Regions from separate parts of the Sus scrofa genome. Here region 2 is linked to region 1. Evidence: chromatin contacts called from public Hi-C data. All regions are on one chromosome and are shown on one strand. Each heading gives the region's core, a stretch centred on a gene start, on an enhancer-like site or on the middle of the called end of the contact. The rest is flanking DNA. Distances are from core to core; before and after follow the strand shown.

Evidence for each region. A called contact is a pair of places that touch in the nucleus more often than the background predicts.
Region 2: a Hi-C map of mesenteric adipose tissue shows a contact between it and region 1, with 3 times the contacts expected there. The contact joins the promoter of SKAP2 here to the promoter of HOXA4 in region 1. A contact is called at or near these places in 3 of 5 promoter capture datasets (fetal liver, fetal skeletal muscle and liver), 20 of 47 Hi-C or Micro-C datasets (alveolar macrophages, embryonic fibroblasts, epiblast stem cells and 9 more) and 1 of 2 datasets of contacts at active chromatin or transcription factors (skeletal muscle).

What each region holds. Positions count from the first base shown.
Region 1 is chr18:45,441,448-45,444,633 of Sscrofa11.1, reverse strand. HOXA4 (homeobox protein Hox-A4) reads right to left here and starts at 1,366. Exons shown (of 2, transcript XM_003134841.4): 1 at 591-1,366; 2 at 1-38. The coding sequence starts at 1,227. All of the region lies in intron 2 of HOXA3 (homeobox protein Hox-A3), which reads right to left.
Region 2 is chr18:45,635,368-45,638,432 of Sscrofa11.1, reverse strand. SKAP2 (src kinase-associated phosphoprotein 2) reads right to left here and starts at 1,504. Exons shown (of 15, transcript XR_002340310.1): 1 at 827-1,504.

The sequences.
Region 1 (3,186 bases), core at 117-2,616:
GGAGCGCTTGGGCTCCCCTCCGTTATAACTGGGGTTGACTGAAAGCCCATAACCCCGATGGAGAAAGCCAAGGAAGACGGAGTGGAAGAGAGGGAAAGGAGGAGGAGAGAGAAGGTGGGGTGGGGAAGAGCAATTGGACATCATCATTATATAATAACCTGACACCAAGTTCACGCAAGATACATAAAACTGCAAAGAAAATGTTTCACAGGCTATTGACAACGGGAAACACCCGAGAGCCATAAAGAATGGTGCTGGGCATTGGGGCTGAAGAAAAGCTTCAAAGACACATGGCCTGAAGCCTCTGCCAGGGCAATTAAATTTATGGGGGCTATAATTACTGCCCTAACAGTTTGGCGTCTCGTAAATCTCCCGATAAAGGGACCCCGGGTACAAAAGGGTTCTCACGTTGGGATCTGGCGGCTGGCTGGCGCACACACACCCACGTCCCACAGTAGCTTGGGCCAGTTGGGGGCTCCCCTCCCGAGGCCCCCTTCCCCTCGGCCTCTCCCCCTAACCCCCACCCCGACCTTGGAGCCTGGGCTCGGCCCCAGCCCACCCGCCCGCGCCTCCCCGGCGGCGCCACGTACCGGCGCTGACATGGATCTTCTTCATCCAGGGGTACACCACGGGCTCCTTGCCCTTCAGGCCCGCCGGGCTCTTGTCGGCCAGGAGCAGCGGGCACGCGGGGGCGCTGCCCCCTGCGGGGACGCCCGGGGTGGCAGGAGCCGCCTGGCAGCGCCGCGGGGGCGCGGGGGCCGCCGCGCGATGCTGCGGGGGAGGCGGCGGCGGCGGCGGCGGGGGCTGCCGCCCGGGCGGCAGGACATGGGTCGCGTGCAGGCCGTGCGCGGGACCCTTGGCGTGCGCCGGGGGCTGCTCGGACTGCGGCGGCCGCCCGGGGCTAGCGCCGCCGCGGTAGCCGTAGGGGTAGGCGGCGTCGGCCGCACCGTGCGCGGGGTAGAGCGCGGCCGCGGGGTAGGAGGGCTCGCGGGCGGCCCGCGGCGCGTAGTAGGAGGCGGGGGGCTCACGGCCGCCGCCCGTGTGGGGGAGCTGGGGCTGCTGCGGCGGCAGGTGCTGGGCCGCGGGCGCTGGGGGCTGCTGGTAGCCGGGACCCCCGCCCGGGCCGCCGTCTCCGCCGCCCGGGCCGCTGTGCTGCGCGTACTCCTCGAAGGGAGGGAACTTGGGCTCGATGTAGTTGGAGTTTATCAAAAACGAGCTCATGGTCATTAATTTGTGAAGTGCAAAAATACTAATTTTTCTCGCGTTGTCGTTTTTCTGGGCTCGCCGAGGCCCCTCCCCCTCCCGCTTCGCTTCCCATCCCCCTTCCTCTGCTCCCTTCCCCTCCCCCGCTGTCAAGCGCCCACCCCTCCCCCTCCCTCCGCCGCCGACGCCGCCAAAGTTCGCGCTCCTCCCCCGCCCGCGCCCGCGCGCGCGCTCCGTCGCGACCCCGCGCGCGCCCCGCCCAGGACCTCCACGTGATCCGCCCCCTCCAATGTGCGCGCCGCGCGCGCGGACCCGGATCAGGAAGCGCGCCGGCGGGTGATGGATGCTGGTGTCCCGCTCTGAGCAGAGGGGGGTAGCTGGCGCTTGGGTCCTCCAACCCCGCCCCCACGCCCCAACTTTGAGTCCCTGTGGGAATTTGGGAACCAGAGGCTTCTGGTTCTCTCAGATGCCCAGACTGGGCCCCATGCGTGCCCTACTCCGGGCTAGGCCTCGGGGCAGCCAGGCGGCCGCGGCCCAGCGCTGACCTCGGGGCCCAGCCTAGCCTGACCTGGCGGCCTCCTGGGCTCGAGGCCGCCTGGGGGAGGGAATGGTGCCAGGACTAAGGGGGTGTCCTGTTTTTTATCCGGGCCCTGGAATGAGGCCAACTGACCGGTTTTCTTACCAGCTGATTCCCTTCCCCACGTCAGGCTCGCTGTGTCCGGGGCCCCCCGACGTTCCCTGTTTGAGAAGCCATGCACGAGCCAAAAAGGGTGGGTGGGTGAGCAGCTGAGAGAAATCGGCCCCAGGAAATAAAGCAAAGCTATTCCAATATAACCGAATGAACACTTTTCTTTCTTTCTTTTTCTATTTTTTAGAAGCAGAATCTATTTGGTTGTTTCCCTAAGAAAAACGAGAACCTTCTAATAGCATCTCATTTGATGGAAGTGGCATTCAGAATTAAACATGCTCGAATTTAATAGGTGCAATTGTGAGAGAGACGATGGGGATGGATAGAAGCGACGATGCCGCCACAAAATACAGCATGGAAACCAACATCTTCCTACTAAAGAACACTCCCCAAACAAAAACAAGCTAAGGATAGCACAGGCATTGTGCCACCGGTCTTTTCCCGCTGAGAATGTTTTTGTCTCAGCTTTTCCAGACTGACACGAAAAGGTATATTTAAGAACAGTCTAGAGTTTCTGAATTACTGAAAGTTAGCATATTAACGACATCGGCAGCTCTGGAAAGTAGAGAAAGAGGACTTTTGCCTGCCATTTGGTCATTGAAATATGATGGGTCAATTAACTGCCGTTATTGACAAATGAATTACATATTAATTATACCTAATGTTGATCTCTGAAGTAAATACTGATGCCTTACACGATCGTAGTGTGTACTTTCCGTTTCCTTTTCTAACAGACACACCTAGATCCTACTTTTCATCGCAGATTAAAGCAGTGCAAACTAGCATAGTCTCGATTCTAAAAATACTTTCATATGGGCAAGCAAAGCAAAGATTTTTCAGCTGGTGCACCTTAGTTGATTTTTTCAAAGAACAGTATAAACAGCCTTCTCACAACTAAGTCTGGAAAGCAGACAAGGAAAGTTATAGCTTAAGTCTGGAGACACTTCAAAAGGAATGTCAGTTCTATCTTCATTTATATCGGTTACTCATAGGAGTTACTAAATGCTGGAATATATCCATTTGATGGATAGTCATTTAATGCTTAGCCACATAAAGCCTATTATATGGGACTAATCTTTAAACTAATTTAGGAAAAGAGGTTAAAAAAGGGATCATGTTAGCTTTCTAACTGCAATCACCCTGAAGTGGTACAAAGAGGTTTTCCACATTGGATGTGTGTCTGTGAAGAGTGCTGTCCATCGACATGGGGCACCTTGAAAAATTTTTAAAATGAAATCTGAGCCACAGAGAGAAATCAACACTGAATGTAATCTTTAGACATCCTCTCTAGGCTC
Region 2 (3,065 bases), core at 255-2,754, 190 kb before region 1:
AGAATTCCAGAGCATCAGAATAGGTAACATCTGTGCTACTCTAAATAAAGATGTATTTTTCTACCTCATGCAGAAATACAAATTTTTATTGCCCCTTACTGAAAATACACATCTCCATATCTAGTACATTAAAGAACTAGTAGTGTATTCATAATAGCCTTGAAAGTGTACCTTTAATTCCTAAATTCCCATAAACGTTCATTTAAAACTGAAAAGGGGAAGATGAGGGTGCAAAGATGAAGTACTGTACTTTCGTCGTGTGACACAGGAAGTTGGACTTTAACACATCCTTCCTTTTTTGTTTTAACATGTTACTCAGGCTGAAGACAAGTGGCTATTTGAAAGTCAGGCCCTCTTTGAAAAGCTCAAATATGAGTAGACTGAATGTTCAAGAAAGATGGGAGTTTTAGAAATGACAAACCCTGTGGTCCCATAACCCCTAACTCCTAACGCCTGTAGCTCAGAAATCTCTTTCTCCTCATCGGTCCAGCGACCAAAGAATTAGTTCTTTGATCTCTCACCTCCCTCCTCTCTCTCTCTCACACACACTCACACTCACACATACACACACACACACACAAAGAACTGCCCTGATCGCCTTAGTGTAGCCCACCAAGCAGGGCTTCGCCACCATCCTCGAACCAAATTTCAACACGCACGCCCACTCTCCTTCTCAGACCCCACTTGCCCCCTCCCAGTCCCGCTCCCAATGGCCAGAAGAGGTGAGCGCGGGCAGGGAAGAGGAGAGACGCTGAACGCTTCTGTCCCCATCGGCTCGCCGTCCCCCCGCCCCCGCCGCGTTACCCGCCCCCTTCCCGCTTTTTACCTGCCAACAGGTTCCTAATTTCCTCGGGGAGGGGGTAGGGAGAGGAGGTGCTGCTGGGGTTGGGCATGTCAGGGAGCGCGGAGCGTGCGGGGGAAGGACCTGTGCTGAAACGGGCTGGGGTTGTGGCTGCGACCTAGACTCGGGCTAGCGATCCCTGTAAGGACGGCGTGCCTACCAGTCCGGACACTGCCGGGCGAAGGCTCACAACAAGGAAGTCGCTGAAGTCCTGGCCACAGCGGCTGGACTCTTGGCCCAGCCCCGCCCGGCACTTCGGGGCGGGGCGATGGGCGGGGCGGTGGCCCGAAGGGACCCTGACTGCGCATGTGTGTCCCTCGGTGCGCCTCGCCTCCGAAAAGAGTCCGCGGTCAGGCCACACCCGCCCCTACGAGGGGACGAGGGAGGAGCAGCGGCTGGTGGGAAGCGAGCGGCCTGGGGCTGCGTCACCTGACCCGGGGGCTGAAGCGCCGCGCCGCCATTTTGGTCCCTGGCACCGCCACGACTGCGGGCCGTTTCTCCACGATCCCGGAAAATAAGGTGCCGAAAGGGCCTCCGGGTTTCCCGGTTAAGAGACTTACTGGCCTTTCATCAGCTCCGCCGAGGTTTAAAACCTCGCATAGTGCCCCACCTGAAGTTTTCGACCTCCCTAAACCCCTGTGGTCGTCTTTGTCTGACTGAATGACGGTAAGAGAGTCCCTTCTTCCGCCAGTCCTCCCGGAGGAAGCCGGCCGGGAGCGGCGCCGGAGAGCGCTCCGATTGGCTCTTACACTCTTTCCTACCTGGTTCAGACGCTTGGGAGGACCGATTGCCCTCGCTACGAGCAGGAGAGAGCTCTCAGGACAAAAAGCTGAACAGAGATAGGTACCACTGTCCACCTATAAGCATCAAAAAGAATATTGGAACAGAATTATAGTATCTGTTCCCTCCAAGCTGATCGTTTAATCAACAAATACTTATTGTCTCCTCTCTAAATCTTCTTACCGGATTTTTCTAAAAACCCCAGAAAGTCTGTGTGTGTGTGTGTGTGTGTGTGTGTGTGTGTGTGTGTGTGTGTGTAGGGAATTTTTTTTCTTTAGGTAAAAACTGCCATGGCAATGGTCCTTCCTAGATGCTACTATTGTGCTTTGAAGATTGTATTGTAGCGCCAGTCGCAACGTAAATTGTTTATTCTTCTATCCTTCAACCCTCACTAAATTTTAGTTTTCATTAAATTCAGAGGGAAACTATTACAGTGCAGATCCCAAAGTCCCACTTCTAGAAATTCTGCTTTCTAGCTGTTTAGCGTGAGACTTGATTGCATTTTAAACAAGCCCTGAATGTGATTCTGATGCTAGACATCCTGGAATTTGATGTTGAGAATCACTTTACTACTTTCCAGCTCCTACAGAACACAAAATTTGTTATAACTTGCCTTTCATCCCCACCTGGAACCCAAAACCTGACACAGAGTAATGGCTCTATTAATATTTCATACCGAAAATGTCAGACAGTAAAATAGTAAAAAAATTAAGTAGTCACATGCAAGTCATTTTAGTATAATTCTCTAAGAACCACACCAAACACTAATTGCAAAAGGAAGAATGAGAACATTTTGGAGTTCTCTCAAAATAAAATAAAAGACAATTTTACCACCACTGATGTAAAAAAATGCAAAGTAACAACAAAAAATACACCCCCAAACATACCTATTGCCTAAAATGGAATCTGAACTTCCTACTCAGTTTTAGAAATATTAGAAGAAGTGCTGAAAATCTGAATTCTTTTTGCTGGAGGTAAAAGTGAATAAGAGTCATCTTACAACATAGATCCTCCAACTTCAAAGAATTGATAATTATTCTTAAATGACAAAATCGTCTTCCTTCCTAGAGAAGGGAGAAACTGCTTTATGGACATACTATATTAGTAAGGATTCTTCCTCTCTTTACAGCTATCACATACAATTCCTTGTCATATTTTTTATTAAACCAGGCCTCCAAATGTTCCTATCTTTTATTTCTTTCTGATACAATTGACCAGAATTTTTTTCTCATGTCTCATTTATTTATTTACACTCCACTCATTCCACAAAGGAATTGAGGTGATTTACTACTGTATCGAATAGACAGTTTTTTGGATTGGATCAAATGGACACTGTCTGCTCTGCTCATCATGACAAGTCATTCTTGTTAGTGAAAGACAGGAAACTATTAAAATTGCCTTAAAATATATAGCATCTAATATATAGCATAGTCCAAATAAAGTA